Regions from separate parts of the Oryctolagus cuniculus genome. Here region 2 is linked to region 1. Evidence: chromatin contacts called from public Micro-C data. All regions are on one chromosome and are shown on one strand. Each heading gives the region's core, a stretch centred on a gene start, on an enhancer-like site or on the middle of the called end of the contact. The rest is flanking DNA. Distances are from core to core; before and after follow the strand shown.

Evidence for each region. Hi-C and Micro-C count contacts between places; a contact is called where the count stands out from the background.
Region 2: a Micro-C map of ear pinna shows a contact between it and region 1, with 3 times the contacts expected there. The contact joins the promoter of ARRDC3 here to the enhancer-like site in region 1. A contact is called at or near these places in 5 of 6 Hi-C or Micro-C datasets (ear pinna, embryonic fibroblasts, psoas muscle and 2 more).

What each region holds. Positions count from the first base shown.
Region 1 is chr14:14,067,117-14,074,940 of mOryCun1.1, forward strand. No RefSeq gene overlaps it. Among named protein-coding and RNA genes, the nearest start is that of ARRDC3, 60 kb to the right of the region's middle. Within about 2 kb of position 3,620, at least 2 of the 8 cell types and tissues checked have an H3K27ac peak or open chromatin away from gene starts, as enhancers often do. A contact at or near this core is called in ear pinna, where this site is marked.
Region 2 is chr14:14,126,399-14,134,222 of mOryCun1.1, forward strand. It overlaps ARRDC3 (arrestin domain containing 3), which reads right to left and starts at 4,488. Exons shown (of 8, transcript XM_002713914.5): 1 at 3,882-4,488. The coding sequence starts at 4,161.

The DNA.
Region 1 (7,824 bases), core at 2,370-4,869:
GGGTCAGCATTGTAACATAGCAAGTTAAGCCCCTGCTTGCAAAACTGGCATCCAATAGCAGAGATCCAGTCAGAGCCTTGACACCTGTGCCTCTGATCCAGCTCCTTGCTAATGTGCCTGGGAAAGCAACAGAAAATGCCTGAGTACTTGGCTCCCTACCACCCATGTGGGAGACCAGGATCGAGTTCCGGGCTCCTGGCTTTCTCTTGGAAAGCCCCAGACATTGCAGCCATTTGGAGAGTGAAGCAACCAACAGAAGATCGATATCTCTCTCTCTGTCGCTCTGCCTTTGAAATAAATAAATAAATAAATCCTTAAAATAAAGAAATAAAGTGGTGTAGTATTTGCATGTAATCTACATAGCACATTCTCCCTTATACTTTAAATTATCTCTGGATGACTTACAATTCCTAAAGCAGAGTAAAATTTATATCAATCATTGTTATACGTTATTGTTTCAGACAAATGATAAGAAAACAATGTCTGAGCATGTCGAACCCACAGACACGGAACCCACTATAGGAGTCACTTGTGCACCTTTTCAGCAAAGTATCATCTTCCCCAAAGTCCTTGTTGATTGCAAGAGCTTGAACACTCTGTTCTTGAACTGGTGAGAAGATTGGCTTCATTAGTTCTCATTTAGTGACTCAAATCTGTGGCGCCAAGGAAGGCCTTTATCCTGGGTTGTCTCTGTTTATCCGTCTGGAAAAGGAGGGTGACAATTCTCAGGAGCCTGGTCTGGAAGAGACTGCCAAGGACTTTGTCACATTATGCAGATGTTTCCCCTCGATGAGTTAGATGTTCAGATACTGGTATATTTTCACAGATGTTGAGCAAAAGCAAAAACAAAACAACAACAAAAATATCCCAGAGATAGGCTCATAGATTTTAACAATAGTGATGTGTGCCCTGATGTGTGAAGCTTACATATGGTTATTTTCTAATCTACAGTCATGGATTAGAGACCATTTGGTTCAGTGTTTCTTTTCTTTTTTTTTTAAGATTTATTTTATTTATTTGAAAGGCAGTGGTACAGAGAGAGAGAGGGAGAGATGAGAGAGAGAGAGAAAGAGACATAGAGAATCTTCCATCTGCTGGTCACTTCTCAGATGGTGGCAACAGCCAGAGCTGAACCAGTAGAAGGGAAGCCAGGAGGCAGGAACTCCATCCAGGTTTCCCACATGGGTGCAGGACCCCAAACACTTGGGCCATTCTCTGCTCCTTTCCCAGGCACATTAGCAGGGAGCTGGATCAGAAGTGGGGTACCCTGGACTCCAGTTAGTGCTAATATGGGATGCTGGCATCACAGGTGATGGCTTAACCCACTGAGCCACAATGCTGCCCTGGTCCAGTGTTACTTAAGCTGTGTGTGCCCATATTCCCCTGTGGAATCTTTAAACATACACATGCCCGGGCTCACATGATTTTCCCCTGCTTAAGAACCTAGAAAGGTGACAAATATCTTTCTTTTTATGTAAAATAGGACTTTGAGGATGTAGCATCAGGACTCAAATCCTGTCTTCTGACATCTACTGATAGATTTTTGTTCCTGCATGATATGAGGCCTCTATTAGCTTATATTGATGCATTTTTAATTTTTTCTATATATATAAATTGCAGTAACCACTAGAATTTTCTCTGTACTATTCAATAATTTCTAAATATTTCTCTCTTTCTCTTTATTATCTAATTTAAAAAGCCTTGAAATAAATTGAATCCTCCATCAGTTTTAAAAGCACATGCAACTTGTATTAGGGCATTTATCAATCAGTATGGTCCTGGGTTAAAGACATTTCATCCTCCTTTCTCTAATCCTCCTGAATGTGAACTCCTGGAGATAGAAGTCAACATACTCATTGACTTTGGAACAATATAAAGAAATAAAAGTACATATACCAGGTACTGAACCAGTGATCTTAGACCTTGTTTCTCATAGCCAGCATTAAAATCACCTGGAGGGCTTCTAGAAGTACACACAGCTGGGCCTAGGTTTAGTTGAGATCTTGACAAGTTATTTAACTTCTCCATCAAACCAGCCCTTACCTCACTTTTTTCTCATCTGTAAAGCAGAAATTGACAGGCACGTCAATTTCACAGACATGAAAAATGAAATTAAAAGACCATTTATTTTGGTGTAAAGAAACATTGAAATCTATAGAAGGGGTCTTCAAAGAATGTATGAAAAATGCAAATTATGAAAAGACGATGCATAGATTTCAAAATGTTTTTGCACTAACCTTGACCTTTTTTAAAAAGATTTATTCATTTACTGAAAGTCAGAGTTGAGAGAGAGAGAGAGAGAGAGAGAGAGAGAGGTTTTCCATCTGCTAGTTCACTCCCCAAATGGCTGCAACAGCCAGAGCTGTGTCAGGCTGGAGCCAGGAGCCAGGAGCTTCTTCCAGGTCTCCCTTGTGGGTGCAGGGGCCCAAACACTTGGACCATCTTCCACTGCCTTCCCAGGCACAATAGTAGGGAGTTGGATCAGAAGTAGAGCAGCCAGGACACAAGCCATCTCCCATATGGGATGCTGGTGCAGCTTAACCCATTGCGCCAAAGTGCTGGCCCAAAATGGATCTTTTAATTCTATTTTCTCATAAACTTTTTGCATATTTTTCTATAATCCACACTGTAGTTGACTCCCTGAAGTTCAATCCCTTTCTCTCATGGCATAGCCAGCAATAAGACTCAGGGAATGCTCCAGTTCTAGGAGCAAATTCTAATTCATCCAAGTCACCTAGAATAAGACTAACCCTTTGAATCCAGGAAGTGGAACCTTGGTTAATTACTTGGTAGCATTCTTCCCCCTTGCCTGTGGCTACTGCTTCTGAGATAAGCACTGACTGCAGTTACACAGGGAAGAAGGAAGCTTTTCGGTTTTTTCCTTGTTTGTGACGTTGCTCTCTCCCCTGGCTAACTATGGGAAGGGAAGCGTTCCTGCTGCCGACCATGCTACAAGGGGGAATCAATGACAGCAGAAATCCAGCACTGGCTGGCAGGACCGGGACAGAGCCTGGGGCTCCCCCGACAATGTGGAGACCGCATTGCTGGACCAACCTCAGTGACTCCAGCCAAAAAATTGCTTCTATTGTTTCTAGTCCTTTGGAGTTTTTTCAGTACTTTCTAGTCAAACATCCTGATACGCTATCATGAAGGACAGGTGTAAGAACTAAATGAGGTAATTCATTACAAGGCTGTGGCATGTAATACGGACTTACCAAATATGAACTAAAATTGCTATCTGGGAAGTTATTAGGCCCAACTAAAATATATGCTCTTGACACCCTGGTTTCCTCTCTACCCATTCTCCTATCTCTGCCAAGAACGCAAATGACCTCACATGTTGTTGCCAGCTCCTGATGGAAAGTCCCCTTGGAGATAGTCTCACCATCAAAATCTAAGAAGCCAAAGCTACCAGGTGAATGAATATTTGTGTCTGTCATGGAGAACTTGACAGGAACAGGAAAAGGTTATTCCGGTGTTTATGGATTCATGTAACAACAGGCGAAGTGTAGAAAGGAGGTTCACAGAATAAGCAGCTCTTGTGGACATTGCTAGGCCACAGCTGAAGAAACAAAGGCTCAGGTGAAGCGAGCTGTTCCAAGTCTCCCAACAGAGCCGAACCTGGTCCAGGCCCACTGCTCGTGGTTCCCGCGGTGGACACCTGTTCTCTCACACCTGCAGGCACCCTTGACATTGCCCACCCTTGATTTCCTGGAGACTGCCAAAAATTATTTAGTTCCTAGATTTTTTATTAGGCTAACAGAATTATTGTTTTAACAGCAATTACATTTCTGGTCATTGCTTCACTCCAAAGTATGCCAAGAGAAAGTTTTAAACAGAAGAAAGAAAGAAGTGGAAGACACTGGTCATCCTCAGGGGACAGGTAGTTCCATTATTTCCATTACAACATTGTTTAGGATCCAGAATATACTGAGTAGTGTTTTAGACAAAAATTTCATGAGAATTGGCTAAGGATGTAGGGAAGAGATCCAGTTGAAATTAAAAAGAAAAAATCATTTTGAAAAAACAAATAATTTGAGTGAGGAGCTTGCAAGTCACTGGACTATGGCCTGGACTCTTTGGTGTGTGTGTGTGTGTGTGTTTGCATGTGTGTATATGTGTCCATGTGTGTGTAGGCCTGCCTGTACACATATGTGTGTGTGTGTGTGTGTGTGTCAGTGGTGATGTTGTGTCATTGCCTAATTCTTGGCGCCCAGTCAGTCCTCAAGAAAACCAGATTGGAAATTTGGAATCCATGCTTCAGAGGATAGAAACTGGCCTCCAGTCACTAAGGAAAAATCAAAACAAAACACACAAGAATTTAGAGAGGATATTGTTCCTGCCAAAAAATAATTTTTCCTTGATGTTGTTTCTTATTTGCGCCAATATTCCAATGGAAAAAATAGATAGATTGGTCAAGAGTTCAACATAATTTTCTGTGACATTTGACCTAAAGTAACATAATAAAAAATTAATGACAGAAAACTGCCTTGCTCTTCTGCCGACATATATATGACTGTTGGTCTCACACAGCTTATTTAAAAGAAAAAAGCAGAAAAAAGAAATCCAATGGTGTTTTGTTTTACTTGGAATGTTGACTCGCAAACTCATTCACTTAGTCATTCAATATATATATCAAGCATCTTAATATACATAAGCAACTTCCATATGCTAGGCTTAGAAGCTTTGGCTACACCAACGAACAAAACAAAAACAGTCACAAAACTGTGCTTGTGGGTGAGGACTTAAGTACTGTTGGGTTTCTGTGACTCTTTTGTGAATCAATTTTTCTTGCTGTTATTGCTATCACCCTTCTTGGCTAAACAGCTGTTTTCACGCTTTGATTTTGAAAACACCAGTGTGGATCCAGGTTCCAGTCCTTTGTGAAGCCAAATGATGTGACAGGTGAGAAGAATCGAGGTTCTCAAGTTGACTGCTGTGAGAGCAGACGCTGCCTGTGGGACAACCTGGAGAGCACAGGGAAAGAAAGGTGTCATTCAACAGAAGAAGAATCTATGTGATGGGACATACTGGAATTTCTAAGAGTGCTGACAATCTGCAGGAAAGTGATCAAGGTTTGAACCAGCTCTGTAGCTGTCTGTGCAGTGAGATGCAGAATATCTCACTAGTACTTTAAAAAATGTCAATTAAATCCCCAATAAACTGCAGTAATTTTGATGTGGATTTTTTCCTTCCTCTTTCCCCTCCATTTGTTCCTCCTCCTCCTCTTTCTTTTCCTCCTTCAGTCACAGGCATACAGAATGGGGCAGGTCAGGAGATCCTTGTCATGTTTGGGTTATACCTAATCTTTTAAAACATCCAGTGTTACTGAATTTTTTTTTTTTTTTTTGACAGGCAGAGTGGACAGTGAGAGAGAGAGACAGAGAGAAAGGTCTTCCTTTGCCATTGGTTCACCCTCCAATGGCTGCCGTGGCCGGCGCGCTGCAGCCGGCGCACCGCGCTGATCCGATGGCAGGAGCCAGGTACTTTTCCTGGTCTCCCATGGGGTGCAGGGCCCAAGTACTTGGGCCATCCTCCACTGCACTCGCTGGCCACAGCAGAGAGCTGGCCTGGAAGAGGGGCAACCAGGACAGAATCTGGCGCCCCGACCGGGACTAGAACCTGGTGTGCCGGCGCCGCTAGGTGGAGGATTAGCCTAGTGAGCCGTGGCGCTGGCCTCTGAATTTTATGTTTCGAAAAATATCGCTTCCACAAATTACACATGTTAAGCACTTTGTAAACACGTGGCCTGTTACCTATATAATATCTCTTTACAGAGCTTTCAGCTGGAGATCAACTTAAGACTCGTATGTTTATCAGAAGATGAGCACGTGTCTAGAAAGGCTGAGACATCCTGAATTACAGTATTCCGTCATTCAACAGAGGCCAAGGGTCACACCTTGCATTAGCTGCTGGCCTTAGGTGTGACCTAAGCTATGGCAGTAGAGGTAGTAATGGTAATGATAATAAAAGAAGCAGTGGTGGTGATGGCTTCTACCTACGAGATGCCTACTGTGTGCCAGGCACCATTCAGCGAATCCTTCCAACTCGTCTACAATTAGTTGTTCAAGGTCACACGGATTTGCAAGCCGTTCTTTGAAGCACCTGTTGGGCATGGCCCACCAGAGGAATCAGAACACGGTTCCGCTTACTCTCAGAAGTGATTCTCAGGACTTCTAGAGTTGACCTAGTGTCAGGAAGAGCTCGCCTGCTGCTGTACCTCTCTGTTAAGAGACTAAGTGTTGTGAGGCACTGCTGACTCTTCAAATCCACCCAAGAGCCAAAGCCTTTAGTCCTTTTGGAAATCTTACAGAAGAAAACAAATACCTTGATGCTTTCATGTTCATTTGCAAGTACAAGGAGAACAAAAAAATGGTGTTGAGGCAACTTTTTTTTTTAAGATTTATTTATTTACTTGAGAGGCAGAGTTACAGACAGAGAGGCAGAGACAGAGAGAGAGGTCTTCCATCCACTGCTTCACTCTGGCCTCAAAGGCCGGAGCTGGGTCAGGAGCCAGGAGCTTCTTCTGGGTCTCCCACGTGGGTACAGGGGCCCAAGCACTTGGGCTATCTTCTGTTGCTTTCCAAGGCCATCAGCAGGGAGCTGGATCAGAAGTGGAGTAGCTTTGACTCGAACTGGCAGCTAGATGGGATACTGGCACCACAGGTGGATTCTTAACCTACTATACCACAGAGCCGGCCCCAAGGCAACTGCTTGCACTCCTCTCAGCTCTTTCCATTCCTGCTTCCTTCCCCTCCTTCCTTCTTCTTGCTTTTTTTCTCTCATGTGGCTTTTCGACAAACAAGTATCTGAGATCCTGGGAGCATGGCCGGAGCTACATGCTGGGGCTCGCCAGGCAGGGGCACCTGCTTTGTGGGGAGTACATTTTTCCCATCTGGGGTGGGAGGCAGAAATGCCATAAGGTTAGGAGCTGCACACCTGCTTTGCCACCGTCTCTCCCACCCCTGCCTGACCCTGTGCACACTGCAGCAAGCACACACTCACAAGGATGCAAAATGGACAAATAGCAGGCCAGCCTTTCTTCCCTGATGAAAGGGTCCCCCTAAGCCTCCTCTGGTTAGTGCCACCCTCCGGGCTTGCCCACACTGCCCTCAGGAAAAACAGAGCCGGTGGAACTTCAGAGCCTGCAAGTGGCCATGTGGAATACAGTCCTTCTGAAAAAGCAAGGATTTTCAGGTTGAGTCACGATGTACTCAGTTTGTAAATAAACCATGTTCGTTTTTTGCGTTGCTACAGACTCCCTGCTAGGAAACGGAGCCCTTGTAACTTAATATGTGATGTTCTCAAGAGTCCCAGGCTAAACCACCTCAAGCTGTGAGCGCCTTGGCTCTTGCTGAGCCAGTCAGGGTCAGGGCAGGGCAGTGCTTGGCCTGATGCCCCTCAGAATAAACCAAACTGCCACAGGAAGTGGCTCCGGTGACTCAGTAGGTGGCACACTTCCTTTTGAGTCAGAACTGAATCACAGCTGGGAGAGGCAAAAAAAAAAAAAAAAAAAAAACTATTTCTTGTTCCCAAACTTTTTTCCTCCATTCCCAATAGGAAATTCTATGACAGTCTTGTGTGATGTCTCCTGTTTAGTTTAGCATGTTTCGCCAAAAAGAAACAAATGCACATGTAAATATATATGTAATAGCAGTTAACTACAAGGAAGCAAGAAGAGGGTGGGACCACTCCGGCTGAAACGCATCCCGACAGCACAACAGTGTCACGGGTTCCTGTGCACAGAGGAGCTTGGAGGAAAAGCCACAGTCTGATTTCACTGGAGTCACGAAGGCCCCTGGATGTCCCGGCTGCAGTCTGACC
Region 2 (7,824 bases), core at 3,238-5,737, 60 kb after region 1:
AGTCCCCCCCCCCTCTTGTTTTCCCTAAGTGGAAAAGAACCAAACCTATAAAGCGCCCTACTCAGCAAAAGCTTCAGGTGTGAAACCACACTAAGAAAATGCGACCTTCGTGTTCAACTGATCATATTGAGACTATACAAAAACTGTTCACACTGATGAAATCTTTACTTAATATATACTGAATTGATCTTCTGTATATATAAATTAAAAATGAATCTTGATGTGAATGGAATGGGAGAGGGAGGGGGAGATGGGAGCGGTGTGAGTGGGAGGGAAATTATGGGGGGGGGGAAGCCATTGTAATCCAGTAACTGTACTTTGAAAATTTATATTTACTAAATAAAAAAAAAAAACTGTTCATGTAAACTTCTTCAAATTACATCCCATCGGTGGGGAGGGAGAAGGAGTAATATAATAGCGAAGATGTTACAATCCCAAAACCACTGTAAAATTTCCTGCCCGAATAGACATTAAAACAAAAATAGGAACCGTGATTTTCGTATCAGTTTCACAGCTAAAAATAATTACTTAGGGCCCTAAAACGGTCACAATCCTGAGTTCATCATGGAACAGCCCCAGTGTGCATCTCTATGATCTGCCTGAGCTTATCCTAAATTTAGGACGAGATCTGAAGGGTGCCCGGGGCGTACCAGGAAACACTAACTGTCCCACTTCCTTGAAAAAATGAAGTCTCATCAGGTCCTTTCCAGTCGCTGGCCAGATAAAGGGGCTGAGCTGGCATCGGACACGCCGATCCTGCCGGTTCCACGCGCGGCAGGTGACCGGCAAACCACCGAGACGCCGACAACGCGGCCGGGCTGTGGTCTCGCGGGTCGTGACCAGAATCACGCACACCCCGCGTCTCCTCAGCGAGCACCCCGCACCGTCACCCCCGGAGGGCCCGAAACCGGTCCCACCTGGGAACTTTTCCCTCAGCCAACCCCGGCGTCGCCCCCGGAACGAGGCGCCTTCCTGAGGGCCGCCGGGGAGAAGGGTCAAGGCGCCCACACGCGCACACTTCCAGCCTCAACAGCGTGGCGACTGTCTCCCGTCTCCACGCTCATCTCCCTCACCCCTCGGGCAACTCCCCTGGGCGGCTCTCAGCCCAGAACACCAGCCGGAGGGTTGGGGGCTTTAAACGCGCCCCCTTTCAAGGCGCCCCAAAGTTTGCCCTCCTCGGCCTTTCTTCCCTTCTCGCTGCCTTTTTGTGCCAGCTCAGCAGTCTCATGGAGGCGAGCGGCGGCGGCCGCGCCGTGGTAAACAAGTGCCTGGCTGTCAATCAAGAACTAGACCGGAGCAGGAGAGGACCGGCCTAAACCGGCGCGAGCAGATCTCAGCCAGCCAGTCAGCCAGCCAGCCCGCCCGCGCGCGCCGCCGCCGGCCGCGCGCTCCGCTATACATACGGCATACGTCGCGCGGCGCTCGCGCCCGCGCCCGCGCCCGCGCAGCCTAGCCTGCTGGACCGGGGGCGGGGCGAGGGCGCCGCCGCGCTTCCGCTGTACACGCCCCAGCCGGCGACCGGTTCGATCTGGCTCGGGCCACCCTGACACCTTTACAGTTGCAAAGCAGGGAGACCGGGCCGGGGAAGTGGCGGGCCTGAGGCTCCGGGAAACAATGGGGAAGGGACCGGGGACGCTCGCCGAGACCCCCTCCCGCCCAGATTCCCGGATTTGAAACCACTTTTCTTTGCCCTGGCCAGCCAGTGCCAGACTCCCCCTCAGGTCACGTCAAGGTAGCCAGACTGCTGACTGGACAGTCGGCACATGTCTGTGGCAGCCGAGAGGAAAGGGAGCCACTCCGACACGTCGCCCGCGACCTCGGGGGTCCCGCTCGCTCTCCTCACGCCAGCCCCCTCTACGAGGGTCTCTGGCCAAAAGTTGCGCCCAGGGCGACTCTGCACCTGTGAAAGCCGGCAGCGGCTGGCGCCCCGTACGAGGCGTCCCCCTCGTGGCCCCAACAGGCCGGAGAGAGGGACAGCAGCAGGGCATGCCGCGACGCGGGCCCCGGGAGCCCACGGAAGCCCGGGAACGCACTCGCGCGAGCGCGGGCGGGGGCGGCCGCTCGGGAGGGACCTTTACCGGCGCACGCCGGTTCCAAGCCGCGCCCCAGCCGGCCGGAGCCCACTCTCCCCACCCGCGCCGGCCCAATCCAATCAGCGCCCGGCATCGCCTTAGCAACAGGCTAACAAACCTGGCCCCGCCCCTCGCCGGCCGCCCGGGGCGGGGCCTCCGCTGCCAGGCTCGTGTGAGAGCTCTCAGCTAAAGTCATTGAAACTACTCCAGGCAGAAGCTCGTCCACGCGTGGCCGGCTTCGGGGGGCGCCCGGCTGGGTGCGGGGCGTTCGGTTTTCCTCACCACGAAGTCGAGGTGCAGCTAACGACCTTGCTTTCCGCCCCAACGCATTGTTCTACTTTCCCTTCACTGCAAGGCTCAACTCTTGAGAGAAAAACCTTTTGTTTCTTCTCATTTTATAAAAGGCTCGAAATCAAACTCGCGTGTGCGCTTTGCAGCACACAGCAGAACTGTCATCAGGCGCTTTGCATTTCCTATCAGAGTTAACGCTTGGGAAGATGAACTAGAAATTACTTCAAGATGCAAAACCACCTAGGTGAACTGTGGAAACCCTGCCGAAGAACTGATTTCACCTGAGCATTTAAAAAAAAAATGCAATAATGCTGTAACTCAACGCTTCCTTTATTTCTCCCTTCCCTTAATTCAATTAGCATTTCCCTGGGATGTATATCTTGAATATAAAAACGCAGATAAAAGCGAGCCTCTTTCTGAAAAAGTCAGCATTTGCACTAAATACTGCATTAAAAAGGAGAAGCACAAAATTACATAACCAGTTTTAACATTATATTCTTCTTGGGCTAGAATTAAGTCATCGCCACCACCTGACGCGTGTAACCAATCTGCTGAGAGCTGCACAAGCGCCCCTCCTCACCACCCCCCAGAACTGGTCCGAAACAGGATTGAACCGCTTCTAACAAAGGGTGGAAACTTAGAAAAACAAGCTTAGAGTCTCCTATATTTCCACAATGTAGCCATCTAAACAATAGAGGGGAAATCTCAGGACCCCCTCTCCCTTTGACAACCCTCCATCTCCCCCTTCTAACCAAAAATCAAGTCCAGTGTGCGGTCTACTTTTCAATTCCATTGGACTGGCAGGGTTTCATTGAATGCACGTTCCAAAGTTAGACATGATGCTTGGAGAAGAAACTGCTGGCCCTGAATGGCTTCTGAACCTGACTGAACACCGGCCACGGTGATAGATACTGTCTTTTAAAATAAGGAATGCTTGATGCAAAATTCCCAAAGCATTGGAAAGAAGAGGTTAAAAAAAAAAAAAAACACGTGGGGTGTTGGTAATACCATATGTCAAAATAAGCCAGGGAAACCCTCTCTCAAAGAACAATGATCAATTCCTTATAAAGTCCTTTGCACGTTAATATTAAAAGGAAACACATCTACTAACCCTCCTAAAATGTTATTTCATTCCTTCCTTCAAGCTCAGGTTTTGAGCTAAGGTTGCAAAGAAAAAGGAAAAAATTTTAAAAATCTGATGCCGGACCGCAGCTTTCATCAATTCATTTGAAAACGTAGCAGTAAAATCATGGACTCGGAGGCAAGCAGAATTTCCGAGTGAGGTGCAAATGGACCGCAAGTGCGTATGGCACAGCCCGAGCCGGGTCCAGGGGTGGTGGAGACGAGGTGCAGTTTGCAGTCGCTTTGCAGATGCCGGCACGCATTACAGCCTCCCGTCAAGGAGAACCCAAACCTCGCAACTTTGCTAGCCTCCAGCAAACGGCCGAGCTACGCTGCGAGAACCACGTCCACCCGAGAAAGCCAGCCTGCAGACTGCCGAATGGTAGGAAAACTTACCTCTTTCGTGCCCAATTAAGATGTCTTTATGGTTGAAGTATTCTACTTCTTCGGTGTAGTTCTGCGTGTAGGCAGTATTGGAGCCGGCGTTTCTAGACTCCGTCCAGCGTACTTTCGCATGTCCTCTTGCATGAATTTTAAGCGATTTTACTCTGATTTCCCCAGTAACTTCTAAATTCACCCTTCCTGAGACAGTATCCCCGCTGGAATACACGGGGACATTGCTGTCATTCAGACAGTCGAAGCTTATTGTCAAATTCTTCACCTTCCCCAGCACCATGTTGATAACAAAAATCTATAAAAAATATAATGTAAGACCCCCAAAAAAGTCAAGATCGCATATAAAATGGGATCTTCACTCAACACTGATCGATGCTTCTGCCGTGCAAAAATGCAAACCCTTGCAGGCAGGATCAGTAGCTCCTTACAGACAGTTCATTGAGAGCTCTTAAAAGTCAGGGCAGCAGAGAGGCTGCGGCGGCGGCTCCGCGCGCCCGCCCGTCTCAGTGGTCTCCTTACAAAGACGGGCGGCCGGAGCCTGCCAGCTCACTTTAAGAGCAGCTTTGTGAAAAACAACCCCAGTGCGCACGCGCACGCCGCCGCGGCCGCCGGCCCCCCGGGCGCGCGCCCCCGCCGCGCCGCGCCGCGCCGCGCTCGCGCCCTCGCCGGGCACGCGCGCGGGTACAGTAGGCGTGGAGCCGGGGAAGCCGGCACGGGCGCTGCCGGGAGGCCCGGCCGGACTTCGCTGCATTGTGGGCTCCCATTGGCGGGCGGGCTGCCGGAAAGCCCCGGCGTGCTCCCCGGAGCCGCTGGCCGGGCGGCCTCTGACAGAGCGACCGCCGGCGGGGCGCTGAGGGACCGCGGGCCGCGTGGAGGGGCGGCCGGGCCGGCGCACGCGTTAGCGGCGCTGCGCGGATTCGCCCGCCGCCTGCCTGGGAGGAGGAGGAAGGGGGAGAAACCGGTCGGGCCAGCGGCTGGGTGGCTGAGCCTGAGCTAACGACTTTCGGGAGGAAAAAAAAAAAAAGTCCTGAAAACCGGGCCAGGAATCGTGGTCACAGACGAGAGCAGTCTCGGCGTGGATTTTATGCGCGTCCGTAGATGGCTGTAGACGGGGTGGAAGTGAGCTCCCTGGAGGCCAAAAGGGGGCCTGCGGAGCGGACGCCCTAAGGCAGCGAGGAAGAGGCGTAGGTCCCGTCCCCTCGGGGGGCTGTGCCGGCTCCGGCTACCCCGAGCGAGTCGCTGGCGACGTTGGGGGCAGGCGGCCCGCTTCCCCCGAGGAAGCCGAGGTCCTTGTTAGGGACGCCAGCCGTGGCCGGAGTCAGGGTGCAGGGTGCGCGGCTGCAGCCCTCGCGTCCACAGTGCCACCTTGCAGAAGGCAGGTGGCACGGTGGCGGCTCGGCGCACAGCCTTGGTGGGGAGTTGCTGGAGCGCGAGCGATGGTTTGAAGGAGCGAGATGCAGCGTGTGGAAAGCATAATTCTTAGCATCAGTGAGGATGCGGATTCTGCGGAGCCGCGGTTGTCCGCTGGACTGTTCAGCCTAGTCATTCCCGTGCATCCTAATAGGTACATTTGTCTTTTTTGATTGTGAGTGTTTCGGTAAGAAATAGCAGAGCCTGCGTCACGCCCCACTGGGATGCAGAGTGTAACAGCACAAACTCGTGTAGATTACTGGCCTCCGCAGAGCTGCTGTCAGGAGAGCTATAGAAAGACAGAAAAAGATGGGAATCTGAAGCCACATATACGTAACCAGGAATTCTTGGGAAGGTTTTTGGCTACGGCTGTGTCCATACGTTTTAGATTCTTCTGCGTAGTATGTTTGGGTAGATGGAGCCCGGGAGTCACAATAAATGATACTCGGCCTTGCTGTTTTGGAGGAAGTGAAATTTTACTGGGTTGGGTTTTAGTTGACAAGGCAATGTCTAAGGACTCCGGAGCAATAATCTGGAAAGGGTAAATCTGAACACGGTTTGGACGGTGAGTGATGCCGTTTATATGAGTTTTAAGGTTTAAAAATAAGAATTTGTGTATTTCCGTATTGGAAAATTCTCCCCTTCCTCCCCCCTTGGTTGACACCTGGTGGAAAATCTAGGTAAAGTACCTGGGTCCTTGTACTAGCTTAGATTACAGATACTACTTATGTTTTTCCGCCCCCTACGGGTAGAAATGGTGAATTTGCTGGAATGTCAGCTTTTCCTCACCATAGGGTTAATGGTATTTATTAGGCATTACAATGACATTGAGCAAGAGAAATTTAAATGTGCAACACGGAAAGAGTACATAAATTCACCACTAAATGTATAGCTACTGGAGGCTAGTCAGAATGAATATTTTAGAATTTTAGTAAGATTAATTAAAATTAATTGTTTCTTAAGAAATAAGAATTATTAAAAAAATAAGAATTAGCTGTGTAAATAGACTAGAATTGCATATAAAAAGAAGCCCTAGGATATTTATCCACATTTTGGAAAGTTGTTTTAATACATTAAGTGATTGATTCACTGTATGCCTTGTGTTTAAAGTTTTTAGGGTCTTTTGAATCATTGCCATTATTATCTATTTTACTGTTTTTCTTTATTCCTAAATAGTAACTGACAGATTGCTGGGAAATCCTTATCTGCCACCATTTTTGCTCAGGAGCCCACTCGTTTACACTTTGTATCACCTTTCTTCCGTGTAGACTTGGCGGCATGACTGTTCCTCAGGTGTTTTTAATTATTGGCTTCATTTTGTTTTCCTCTCCTGTTTTCTCCAACAATGAAAATCCCAGAGACAGAGACCCCTAAATCTTTGTTTATCTTTTTCATTTCTCAAAGAAAAAGAAAAAGCCCTTAGACCACATTTTGATTGTTTCCTCTCCTCTCGTGGCTTTCATAGCCTCCCCTTTGCCAGACTCCCTGGCTAACTGTCTGTACATTAGGCCCCCTGGGAATGCTGTCCAGTGGAACTTGTCTCTGGCTGTTCGGCTTGCTTCGCTGGGCTCCTACTGTGCTTTGCACCAAATTTTAGCTATTCATCTTTACCACCAAGGCTCTTTCCTACCACCCCAGCCTACGTCTCATCTGCCATCTCCTCCTACTCATCCGCTAACTCTCTATGCTCCTGTCAACTGCATCTTCTGTCCCCTTTGTTAGCTCATCTCACTGTTGCCAATGTGCAGTTACGCACTGGTTCCTGTGCCCAGAACAGCTTCCCACTGCTGTCTTATCTCCTTTCCCGTCTCACCCCTCCACAGACTCGCTTGGCACAACTGAGTAGATAGAATAACTAGCCCCTCTTTCATGGCTTCTAAGGTAGGCCATCTCTTTTTATGGTGTATATACTTCTTGAATTTTGAATCAAATGGCTGTTGTACTTTGATGTGCAGAAGTTTGCAGTGGATGCTGGCTTAAGTAGTTGTCCTAGCCCTGGTGTTTCAGCCATTTGAGAAGTAGATGAAAGATATCTGTCACCTTGCCCTTCAAGTAAATGAATCTTTTTGAAAAAAGTGTGAACTCTGTCCAAAAAAACTGACAAATGGTAATTATTATCAAGGTATGTAATATTGAGATATCTCAAACTGACTACCAAGTATGTAGTTTTTCACATATCAACTATATATACAAAAGCAAACCATTTTAATGGCTCAATGTGGGACACCTAGATAGAGTTCTGGGCTCCTGGCTTTGGCCTGGCCCATCCATGTCTATTGTCAGTATTTGGGGAGTGAACTAGTTGATGAACCAATCTCCTCTTTCTCTTTCTGCCTTCCAAACAAATAACATTTTAAAGCAACCCATCTCAAGCAAAAATTTAGATGTTTGGTGGTCAGAAAAACCATACCTATAGTTAGAATTTGTTTCTCACAGAAAAATATGAAATCCATGCTTAATATTTATCTTAATTAACACCTGACAGGTTTGAGTGCTGTGTAACTAAGGTTTTATTTTATTTTTTGTAAGTCTT